2 separate regions of the Mus musculus genome follow, and region 1 is linked to region 2. The links are chromatin contacts, called in public Hi-C maps. All regions are on one chromosome and are shown on one strand. The core of a region is the stretch at or near the end of the contact, and the rest is flanking DNA. Distances in the headings are between cores, read along the strand shown. Region 1 has its middle 22 kb from the start of Slain2. Region 2 overlaps Tec (tec protein tyrosine kinase).

Evidence for each region. A called contact is a pair of places that touch in the nucleus more often than the background predicts.
Region 1: a contact with region 2 is called in a Hi-C map of bone marrow-derived macrophages, with 44 read pairs. The contact joins two enhancer-like sites. A contact is called at or near these places in 2 of 39 promoter capture datasets (the 3T3-L1 cell line and the C10 cell line), 2 of 15 datasets of contacts at CTCF or cohesin (large pre-B cells and pro-B cells), 4 of 484 Hi-C or Micro-C datasets (the P5424 cell line, bone marrow-derived macrophages, embryonic fibroblasts and 1 more), 4 of 115 datasets of contacts at active chromatin or transcription factors (acute myeloid leukemia, embryonic stem cells and microglia) and 4 of 9 other capture datasets (adipose tissue, bone marrow-derived macrophages, liver and 1 more).

What each region holds. Positions count from the first base shown.
Region 1 is chr5:72,888,833-72,895,211 of GRCm38.p6, reverse strand. No RefSeq gene overlaps it. Among named protein-coding and RNA genes, the nearest start is that of Slain2, 22 kb to the left of the region's middle. Within about 2 kb of position 3,516, at least 8 of the 459 cell types and tissues checked have an H3K27ac peak or open chromatin away from gene starts, as enhancers often do. A contact at or near this core is called in bone marrow-derived macrophages, where this site is marked.
Region 2 is chr5:72,780,119-72,785,944 of GRCm38.p6, reverse strand. It overlaps Tec (tec protein tyrosine kinase), which reads left to right. Exons shown (of 19, transcript NM_001113460.2): 6 at 1-28; 7 at 2,187-2,227; 8 at 3,770-3,942. Among named protein-coding and RNA genes, the nearest start is that of Txk, 30 kb to the right of the region's middle. Within about 2 kb of position 3,979, at least 2 of the 459 cell types and tissues checked have an H3K27ac peak or open chromatin away from gene starts, as enhancers often do. A contact at or near this core is called in bone marrow-derived macrophages, where this site is marked.

The sequences.
Region 1 (6,379 bases), core at 2,267-4,766, 110 kb before region 2:
TCCAAGTATTTCTTGATGTGGAAAAATATGTGTCTCAGGGTTTTATTGCTGTGAACAGACACCATGGCCAAGGTAACTCTTTGTTTGTTTGTTTGTTTGTTTTTTCGAGACTGGCTGTCCTGGAACTCACTTTGTAGACCAGGCTGGCCTCGAACTCTGAAATCTGCCTGCCTCTGCCTCCCGAGTGCTGGGATTAAAGGCGTGCACCACCATGCCCAGCTCCAAGGTAACTCTTATAAAGACAACATTTAATTGGGGCTGGCTTACAGGTTCATAAATTTAGTCCAGTATCACCAAGGCAGGAGCATGGCAACATCCAGGCAGGCATGGTGCAGGAGGAGCTGAGAGTTCTACATCTTCATCTGCAGGCCTCTAAGAGAAGACTCACTTCCAGGCAGCTAGGACTAGGGTATTAAAGCCCACACCCACAGTGACACACCTACTCCAACAAGGCCATACCTCCTAATAGTGCCACTTGCTGGCCCAAGAATATACAAACAATCACAATATGTATATGTATAAAATATGTGCTTGCTTCAGCAAAACCCACAGTATTAAACAACAGGAAAAAACCTCCATGTAAAAAATATTCCATACCTTATTAAATTGGGACACACCTATGCTTTCTCTAATGTTCTAAAATAATTGAACGAAAGAACGCTTCTATTATTGCTAAGAAGAAGCAAAACATTAAAGGTATATACTATCATAAAGACAAATTTTATGAAAGTACAGAAGAAACTAGTGCTGAAGCCTGGCTATGATGGGATATGTTTGTAAGCACACTGGGATTAGCTAAGCCAAGAGGATCAAGAATGTGGGGTCGGCCTAGGTTACATAGCAAGCATCTTTCTCTCAAAAGCAAGCAAGCAAACAAACAAACAAAAGCATAGAATAAGTAGGAAGAAATTATACCAAAGAGCTATGATTGGGGTGATTTCTGCTTATTTTAGTGAAGATTTTATGTATGGGTATTTTGCCCCCATGGATGTCTGTATACCACGTGCGTGCAGTGCCAGAGGAGGCCAGAAGAGGGCGCCAGATTTCGGGGAACTGGAGTGACAACGATTTTGCAGGTCCTCTGAAGAGTGCAAGTGCACTTGACAGCTGAGTCATTTCTCCAATTTTTAACAAATTCATAAAAAATTTTTTTCAGGATGTGAGGGAAGGGTCTCTCCCACTGTATCTATCTCCACTTCTTAGATCAACTTTAAGGTGATAAGGTGATCTTGATAGTGCAAGATCGGCTAACCTACACAGTTCGTTTGGACTTCTGGGCCAGTTCCCTTGACAAAGTACAGCATTAACCCTGTGATGCCAGAACGAAGGCTTCAGACTTTAAATCCAGTTTCTGGGCCCTCCAGGAACTGTCTTTTTGTAATTAACAAAAAGACACCAAGCACGGTCTGAGGATGGCTATGGATAATCAGATTCTTAAGAATTGGTTATCATCAGTCAGACCACATGAAAGGGATGGGGGGAGGGGCGGATACTGTATTAAAACCTGCCAACTGCATCAGTGATCAGCAAGACTTCTTTTCAAATTCCCTTCACATGGTGCCATAGAAAGAGTTAAGAAATGTTCTATGTGTTCAGGAAGGAAAGGGGAGGAAGCCAAATGTCAAGAGATCACCTGGGATCGGGGACATACAGAATTGGGGCTGGCAGGTTAAGCAGGTCTGGGACTGAGACAGTAAACTTAATCTGTGGCTTGGTGGCTTCTGCCAAGAAGGTGGCTCATGGGAAAAAAAAAAGGGTGTGTGTGTCATTTGACCTAGATACTGGTTGGGGAAAACAAATCTATGTAGAAATAAACATAAAAAAGATGGTGGAAGGCAAGCTACTCAGTGTTGCAGAAGGGCGTACAGATGAAGAGAGAAGCCAAGGTTGTCTTTACAGACTTGCCGTGATATCATGGTTTATGAGTTACAGATGTTGGCTATGTATAGGTATGAGTTACAGATGTTGGCTATGTATAGGTATGAGTTACAGATGTTGGCTATGTATAGGTACAGTATGGATGGGCGTGGGGGTCTGTTTGGCAAGAATGCCTGGTAAGAGTGGCATCTTGGTAACAGTGAGCACGCCTCACACCAGTTTGGTGTCTAAAGTAATTGACTGAAAGGACCTGGAGCTCACTGGAGAAGTTTCCAATTCCAGGTTGCCGAGGGAGACCCAAGATAAGATAAAGATCATTTTGCAACTGAGAATAGGGAAGGTCTCAGGTCTACAGGACATGTTAAAGAGGATCCCACTTGCCAAATTTGGGACAACATTAGCACCAAAAATAAATATTAGTTGTGGATTCTAAGCCAAAGAGTAAAATGAAATATGCCATATATTGGCATGCAGAAGTGAATGAATGTGTAAGTGAGTGTCCATATTATAATAGCCTGCCAAGTAGGGAAGGTAAAAGAAACAACAGAGTCAGGAGGCAGCAGCTGCTAACAGTTGAGGAAACAGTTGGTCAAAGTTTCACTAGAGAAAGGATGCTTGTATGGTCCCAACCTGTTATCCCATCAACATACTGGGTTTGGGTTTGTTTGTTTGTTTGTTTGTTTGTTTTAACTAGGAGCCGGAAACATTATTCACTTAGCAACAGAGAAACAAAATAGTTGCTCATTAAAGAGACAAGTTGATGCTGCGTGCCTCCTGATTTTGTTCTGAGAAAAGAAAATTGAGTGAGGGATGGAGGGAATATAGATGATTGATGGATGGGCAGATAGAAAGACAGACAGAATGTTAAAGCACCATTAAGCAGTGAATCCGAGTCCTAGATGAAGAGGATATAATACCTTTAGGCTCGTGTTGTATAATTTTCTCCCCCCCTCCCATTATTTTTTTTTAGAAAGTACCATATCCTTTTAAAAAATTAGGTATTTATTTCATTTACATTTCCAATGCTATCCCAAAAGTCCCCCACATGCTCCCCCACCCACCCACTCCCACTTCTTGGCCCTGGCGTTCCCCTGTACTGGGGCATATAAAGTTTGCACAACCAATGGGCCTCTCTTTCCAGTGATGGCTGACTAGGCCATCTTTTGATACATATGCAGCTAGAGTCAAGAGCTCCGGGGTACTGGTTAGTTCATAATGTTGTTGCACCTATAGGGTTGCAGATCTCTTTAGCTCCTTGGATACTTTCTCTAGCTCCTCCATTGGGGGCCCTGTGATCCATCCAATAGCTGACTGTGAGCATCCACTTCTGTGTTTGCTAGGCCCCAGCACAGTCTCACAAGAGACAGCTATATCTGGGTCCTTTCAGCAAAAAATATAACTCTTAGAAAAACACCACTGACACAGTATGAGTGAGTAAATTGGCTAGGAGAGACAGTAAGTATTTGAGGTGTGAGATGCAAGACGCGAGACGTGAGGTGCAATCTCAGTTACCACCAGGATCCGGATCACAATCCCGGTGACATTCCGGCAGCTAGTGTCCACACCCTTCAAAGTAAAAAGTCAATACCTCGAGGTAACAGAGAGACAATGCAGTAACCTCGCCGAAAGCCAGGAAGCGCCACCTAGTGGCAAGAAGGAGACTTTACTATGGAATTCAAACTGCGGGGGCCCATTTGGGCTCCTACCAGCCAGGGCGTCAAAATCCCCAGGGTGATCTATCTTCAGCTAGCTTGATAAAGTCAAATTTACCAAGTGTCTTAATGATTACTGAAAAGTTTTTTTTTTTCCTGAGAGGATTTAGTTTTCGTTTGTTTGATTTGTTTTTTAATGCAAGAATACTTTGCAAGGCTGGGTGGTGCACAGCATCTGTCTTTAATCCCAGCATTTGAACTCAGTGAGCCTCCTGCCTCTGTCTTCCGAGTGCTGGGGTTAAGGCACCAGCCGGGCTCAGCTGCAACAAGTGTTCTTAACCACCATCTCTCTATCCCTCTCAATATTTTATTTATTTAGAGGAAAACCTTCTGAAGCAAAGATGGCAAAAAATATGTAAATAACGTAGAAAAGACCACGTATTGGACATTGATTTATTTAGTGAGTTATAGAAAGCACTGCTGTACTGCCTAGTTACCAAGCGTGACTTGCTTCTGTTCTAGGTACCCTTGCTACCTGGAACAGAAAGCCCGGGAGCCGAAACAATGGGCCATATCCTTTAACAACCTGCTGACTGCTGACTGCCACATAGGCTTCTGTAAGATCTACACTGTTCACTCCACACTGTGGGTTTAGACCAGTGTTTCTCAAGCTTCACAATGCTGAGACCCTTTAATACAGTTCTTCATGCTGTGCTGACCCCCAGCCATACAATCATTATCGTCGCTAATTCATCACTGTGATTTTACGAGTGCCATGAATTGTAATGTAAATATCTGATAGTGACCTCTGTGAAACAGTTGTCCCTAAAGGGGTCACAACCTACAGGTTGAGAACCACTGTTTTAGAGTAGAAAATGAAACTACAAATAGGACCCGATCCTGAGGGCTTTCAGGAACGATCCTGACTTCAGTCTACCCATGACATCTCTTCCTCTCCCCTCTGTGTCAGAGTGCTTATTCCAGAAAGATAGGCACTATTTAAATAGAGATGGTGAGACTAAAGGGGTAGTCCAGTGGTTAGGATCACTTGCTGTTCTTCTAGAGAACCCCGGTTCAATTCCCAGCACCCACGTGGTGGCTCACAGCTATGTTACTCCAGTTCTTCTTCTTCTTCTTCTTCTTCTTCTTCTTCTTCTTCTTCTTCTTCTTCTTCTTCTTCTTCTTCTTCTTCTTCTTCTTCTTCTTCTTTTGTTTTTGTTTGTTTGTTTGTTTGTTTTTTGGTTTTTCGAGACAGGGTTTCTCTGTGTAGCCCTGGCTGTCCTGGAACTCACTTTGTAGGACCAGGCTGGCCTCGAACTCAGAAATCTGCCTGCCTCTGCCTCTCAAGTGCTGGGATTAAAGGCGTGTGCCACCCCGGTTTACTCCAGTTCTAATCCAGTGCTTTCACCTGCCCTCTGTAAGCATGGCACACATGTGGCACGCAGGCAAAACATTCATATACATGAAATAATAAAAAAGAATTAAAAATTGACATGGTAAAGCGAGGTGTGGTGGTGCATGCTTTTAATCCTAGCACTTGGGAGTTGGGAGGCAGACAGAGCTCTGTGAGTTCCAATCCAGCTGGGGCTACAGAGTGGAACACACACACACACACAGAGAGAGAGAGAGAGAGAGAGAGAGAGAGAGAGAGAGAGAGAGAGACAGAGAGACAGAGAGACAGAGACAGAAAGAGACAGAGACAGAGCGAGAGACAGAGAGAGACAGAGAGACAGAGAGAGAGAGAAAGACAGAGACAGAGAGAGAGACAGAGACAGACAGAGACAGACAGAGACAGACAGACAGACACAGACAGACAGAGACAGAGACACGCACACACACACAGAGGAATTTTGAGATGATAGGCCAATGCTTAGGATATTTTCTGTAGATTTGGGATATTTGATAATTTTAAAAATTAGGTTATTAAAGAAAACATTAAAATTATAGAAGTATTGCAGTTTACCAGGGTGCTGGGCATGGAACCCAGGGCCTCACAGGTGCCATACAAGCACTGTAGCACAGCTAAGTCCCCTCTCACTAGTGTAACAATCGACTGAGCCACTCATGTCTATAATGATGTAAAGACGTTCATCAGATTTATCGTATGTGTTTGCATCCTAACCTGGACCCCAGGCGCTCTGTGCTTTGTGTTGCAGGATTTGAACAGATAGTTTAAATCCACAGCCCCCAAAAGCACGTTGTCCAAGACAAAGCCTGTGTGCAAGTTCAACAACAGCAACAACAACAACAACAACAACAACAGCAACAACACCTTACTGACCTGTGTAAGAGTAGAGGAATCTTGGGAAGTCCTTTCAAATCATACTGTCATTGGGCACTGAGGGATGGGAGGGTGGGCACCCAACCAAGACAATCCTGGAAACAAGCGTTCTTTGATTTTAACTGGAGTTTACCCTTACATCAGAAAGTTATCCTAGGGACAGAATTAACTTGTAAGTATGGGTGTTAGGTGTGTGGGTATGTGCCAAAGCACACTTGTGAAAGGCAGGGGACAAGCTTCAGGGACTGATTTTCTCCTTATGGGTCCTAGGGATTGAATTTAGGTCTTCCATCAGAATTGGCAGCAAGCCCCTGAGCTGTCTCTGTTGTCTAGAGTGCTTTTGTATTGTTCCTTCTTCATTGTTCTGATGTAGTAAACACTCCCCGGCTGTCCTTCCTTATATCTATGTGGGAAAGTTTCATTGGCACAAGGACACCCTTAGCTTTACAAGGTGTGGCTGGCTTTCTTCCTAATGGCTGTACCTGACACTCAACAGAAAATCGCATCCTCTCCTAGGCCAGTACTGAAAGCCTTTCCAGTCGGAGGAAAGTCAAGCTTTGAATCTTTA
Region 2 (5,826 bases), core at 2,730-5,229:
TGTGAGAAGTACAATCTTTTTGAGAGTAGTAAGTATTCATCTGACTCTTTAGCTGTGATGTACGCAGCATGAGTGCGCTGTTGGTGTTGGGAGAAGTGATGGGATTTTGATGCTGATGGAGTGGAGGACACTACAGGGCAGATACAGCCTCTGAGATCGATGGTGTTTATGTAGCAGTGGGACCTTGCAGAGGCGAGGCCTCTTCGGGGAGCTTAATTACAGCAGTGAGGTCTGTTAAAATGAATCTGTTATAAGTGTGGACCATAGGTGGCAGTGCATGCCTGTAATCCCAGGCTCAGATGCACCCAGGACCCCTATAAACCCTTACCGTGAGAGTCATGAGTGAAAACCACAGAGACCAAAAGCTACTAGTACCAAGGAGGATGGGATGTCCTATGGAGTCACCCTGCATTGTGGCTGCCATGTGTGTTGCATCTTTTCTTTTTTTTAAAAAGATTTATTTATTATTTATTATATGTAACTACACTGTAGCTGTCTTCAGACACTCCAGAAGGGGGAGTCATATCTCATTACGGATGGTTGTGAGCCACCATGTGGGTGCTGGGATTTGAACTCCAGACCTTCGGAAGAGCAGTCGGGTGCTCTTACCTGCTGAGCCATGTCACCAGCCCGTGTTGCATCTTTTCTATTTTTCTTTTTCTTTCTCTCTCTCTCTCTCTTTTTCTTCCTTCCTTCCTTCCTTCCTTCCTTCCTTCCTTCCTTCTTTCCTTCCTTCCTTTCTTTCTTTCTTTCTTTCTTTCTTTTTTCTTTTCTTTCTTTTTTTTTTATTTTGGTTTTTTTCGAGATGTGTGTTGCATCAATGCAACTTCTGGGGAGGGAGATAGTGGCCATTCCTCAGGGCTGTTGCCTTGGGCAAGAACAACCCTGATCCCGAGTTCCTCCACTCTGAATCTTCCTGGGTAGTCATGCTGGCATTCACCTAGCACATAAACAAGAGAGATCCAGGCTTCCAGACTGTTGTTATTACATACCTAGGTAAAGTCCAGCCTGACTTGCTGTAGACATGGCTGAGAAGTCACAGCTAGTTAAAGTTACAGAGGCAAGCAGCTGGCCCAGATCTGGCAGGCACGATTCTGCTGGTGGCTGTCGAGGTTGTTTCAACTCTGCCACTCTTTCTCCTTTGGTCACAGAGTGATGAGAGGACCCAGGTGCCCACAGGTTTTTATGGGGACAGGGTCTAAATTGGCCCATCCCCTTGATTAGAACTTTATCTATGTTCACTATGTCTTTACAGTGGTATCACCTTATCTTCAGAGAATCTGTCCCCAGTGCATAGAATGTTACATATACTCTTTCTCGATACCTATATACATACATACCAGCTATAAAGTAATTTATGATTTGGACCCAATAAGAAATTAACTACGATACATGTCAATAAAATACAACTCTAATCTCATGCCACAATCAAAGTTATTAAACACACTTTCTTATTGTGTTATCTTAGTAATAGCAGTGTTTTTTTAATCTCCTTATTGAGACCTTTTAGCTTTTCAGATCAAGGGTCCATTTTTATTTTTTGGCTTCTCTTTGGTGTATGTGAGTGCCAGCATTGCTATGCTTTCCTTCGGAGTCATCAGTTAAAAATGATTGATGTGCCGTGATCCCACCACATTTGATATGGGAGCCGAGATGGTAATGTAACTAATGGAGCAGAGAGTGGATGCAGTGTGGACGTGCTGGACCAAGGGATGATTCATGGCCTGGGAGGGTGTGAGCAGACAAGTAGAGATTGTTATCACATTTCTCAGGAGAGTGCAAATGCAAGCTCTCGAGTTGCTCCATTTAGTATTTTCATACCATGGCTCTCACGCTGGTACAACTCAATCTGTGGGAGGTGAAGCCACAGATAAGGGAACACCACCGTAACCAGCATATGGGTTTATTCATCTGCTTTTCCATGATGCTAAGCACTGAGCCAGGGCCTCATACTGCTAAGCACCCGCTCTGTCAGACCCCAGCTCCAGTTTATCTTTTGCTTCACTTTGAGAATTGAGAAGTAAGAGGCCAGATGATCCAGTTGAGGCAATCCTGAGGTCCTGATGTTAGAGTAGGTGGGGAGTTGGGCACAGCGGCTCCCTGCGGACAGCTCACTCTCCGACACTAGTATCTTCTGTCAGTTCTTGTGGGGCACCACCATGATCTACAGTTATTGGCATTTACAGGTATAAGAAAGACCCTGCCTCCCGCGCCAGAAATAAAGAAGGTGAGTGGTCTCTGCCTTCACATGTCACGTCTTTGTTGCATGTAGTTTTAAAAACATGCTCCCGCTTTAGCCTGGGAGCTACAACCGAGCTACCAGCCCACTCCTGGCTCCCTCTCATGCTATCCTGCTTAGCTCCGGGGTCTGCTTCGGCATCTGTGCTGCTGGCACTGACCCGGCTTCTCTTTCCGACCGGCCTCTGCTCCTGGAGGGGTAACGTTACCAGCCCACTCCTGAGATCCTAGAATCCACGGATGAAGGACAGACAGACAACTTTATTACTAGTTGCTGGCTAGGCACAATTGCTGGGCTCAGCTATCTCCTGCCTCAAAGGCATGCCCTTACCAATTATTATCTCCCTTTCTTCTCCTGCCCTAAACTTAGTGGCTTGTATCAGCCATGCCCCGCCAATCTCCTGGCCCCGGGCCCATGGTGGAGACCGAAGGCCCTAGCTGCCTGGAGACCTTACATGACTGCTGCTTATTTCTCATTCCAAAGCATGGCAGAAAAAGCCTTCTCTCCTTCCCTGTGTCTCCTTTTCCTCTTGGGACCTGGAATTCCCACTTGTACCTTCCGTCCAGCAATTGGCTCCCGGCCCTCTTTATTGACAAGTCAAGGACCAATTGGGGAACAAGACCGTAGCAACAGGACCTCCCCTACCTCGTCTTTAAGTTGTGTTTGGGGTGGGTCTGTGCTTTATTGACTATGCTATGTTCAGCCATGCTGTCCTGCTTTCTTCCAGGACCACCTGAGAAGCAGGTGTGCTGGAGCCCATTTGAATAGTTCTTAATATCAGCACTATCAGCTTAGTTCTTTAGCTTTTGTTGTTGGGGTCAGTTTTATCATTGTTACCTGCTGGCATTTGGCTGTAGATTGGCCTCAGAGTCCATTTGGGAGGTGTGATATTTTAAAGGCACATGAACTGTCGTAAGAACACAGCACAATAAAGGAGTGGCTTTAGAAATGTAATGATATGCCTGTGGAGTGGGATATGGTAGAGTAACATGTAATTTGGACCCAGTCAGGACCTTAGCCAATAGGAACTGTGAGTAACTATGGGTGGCTTGCTTCAGCTGTAGGCTTATTTCATTGTAGCATCACGAAGAATAAATAAGGAAACCTGTAAGATCCTAAGCATGTGCTTTACACAATGAAGGGACAAGGGCATGCACATTGCTCGGAGTGGGAGATCTAGCAATAGAGTCCATGATGCATCAGTCTCCCACCACGTCTGGTCCTTTAGTCTGCCTAGTACCTACTTGTAAGTTCTCATTGCCTCTCTCTCTGGAAAATGATCCTTGACCTGAGGCCAAACAAGCAATTGTCAAGCAAAACCCTTGTAAATACTTAAAAAAAAAGGGCAGGCTTTGCTCCTCCCTTGAATCTTAACTCTTAAGAATTCCAACAGCACCAGCCTTGTCGTGGAGGGCTAGACCTGAGGCTTCCCTCTAGGGTGACTTGTGACTTCTGTAGTGCTTTACGGCTGTGCCTCATGATCCCTTACAAATAGAAGCTGAACTTGACAATGTGACTCTCTTTGCATAGAGAAGGCCTCCTCCACCAATTCCCCCAGAGGAAGAAAATACTGAAGAAATCGTTGTAGCGATGTATGACTTCCAAGCGACGGAAGCACATGACCTCAGGTTAGAGAGAGGCCAAGAGTATATCATCCTGGAAAAGAATGACCTCCATTGGTGGAGAGCGAGAGATAAGTATGGGTAAGTGCTTCATTGGCGTGTGACTCTCAGAGGGTGTGAGTCACGTGCCGAGGGAAGTGTGAACACTCTAATTGCTTACAACAGACTTAGTCCAGCTGGCCACGAGTGCAAGCAAACTGAATTTGCAGCATCGTGAGGGGCATTTTAAAATTTACTTAAAATTTACGTTTATTTTTGTTATTGGTGTGTGTGTGTGTCTGTGTGTGTGTTGTGTGTCTGTGTGCATGTGTCTGTGTGTGTGTGTGTGTGTTGTGTCTGCCTGCATGCCAGGGTCTACTCAAGGGTAGCTTGTGGAGCTGGTTCTCTGTCATCCTTGACTTGGGTTTCAGGGATTAAATTCAGGTTGTTTGATTTGAGTGGCTGGTTTCTTTACCCACTAAACTATCTCACCAACTCTGAAGTATATGTATCCTTAGTGATCACTCCATAAATGCAAATTAATCAATTACCTCCTTCCAGGTGTTTGAATGCATTATACTTAGTTCTCATTCACTAAAACTGTCGTCTTCCCTCTCTCCCTCTCCTTCCCTTCCCTCCTTTCTTTCTCCTTCCCTCCCACTTCCCTCCCTTCTTTCCCTTGTCTTCCTTTCCTCTCTTCCCTCCCTCCCTCCCTCCCTCCCTCCCTCCCTCCCTCCCTCCCTCCCTCCCTTTCTTCTATCCCTTTCTTCCTCCTTGCTTCCTCCCCTCCCCCTTCTCTCCTTTCTTTCTTTGTATGTGCGTGCTGGGATCAAACTTGGATCATCACACACGCTACACAGCGCTCTACATTTTGCTACATTTTTTTTTGTAAGAAGTAATTTATTGAAACTTTCTTCTAATTTCTCTCTCTCTGTATATTCACAGTATAAGGGAACAACTTATTATTCGAGTTTTTCATTATCTCTGTCAGTGTGTATATAGGTATAAATGTATATAAGATACACATATATGTATATATACAGTAAGCATTACTTGTACAGGTAATTTAAGTCTTAAAGGAAGAGACCATTGGCATGTGCCCCCATACCTGACTTGGATGTCTCCTGTGGGCTTTTTGTTTGTTTGTCTGTCTTTTTGTTTTATTTTACACTTTCCATTTTTGATCTGTTGACGAGATGAGTTTATTTAGCTTATCAAATGAACCATCATCATCTATCGCAAGTGGACCGTCTGCTTCTTGGGATGTTTGGCATACCTCTGTGTCATCTCATTTTTGGTAATCTGGTGGTTGGAGTTAGAAGCTTGGTCACCTTAGAGATGAGCTCTAGCTGTGCTGTTGTCGGTGGTACCGAGTTCGTGGTTCAGGAACTGGCCTGACAGACACACTGTAAAGTTCTCTTACTGTGTTCCCTCTTGATGCTAGAGAGCCACTCTTTGACTAGGCGTTACAAAATGATGCCTTTCCTAACTCTGCCAGCATACCCAGCATTTCATCCTCCAAGCACCTGCCTTACAGATGAGTGCATCAGGCCCTGTAGGAGAGGCAGATAAAGCTGATCTTGAACTCTCACTGTTTTTCAGGAGTTGATGACTGGATTTCCTCTGATGATTACAGTGGTACCCAGTAGTTTTTCTTACCATCGTGGATTCTTTTATGTAGGTTTTGATCCAAAGTAGCCATCATTCTGTTGCTTAGTTCAGTGGTAGCTGCTGTGATTTTTCTTTCCTTTCTGGCTCAGTAAAATAACTCAAGTTCACCTTGTATTTTTCCTCGCCAGACCTGCAGTTTGATATTTCAAGGGAATTCTGCCTCTTTTAGTCAGAAACAGTGTTTTATAAATAATAGGTGGAATTCTGGGATTCTATTTGTTAGTATACTGTTATCGCTTCTAGGCTTCTGTCGGTGCAGAAAAATGTGTGCACGTCTGCATGTTTATGATAAGCTTTTACTAAAAGGTTCAGTAC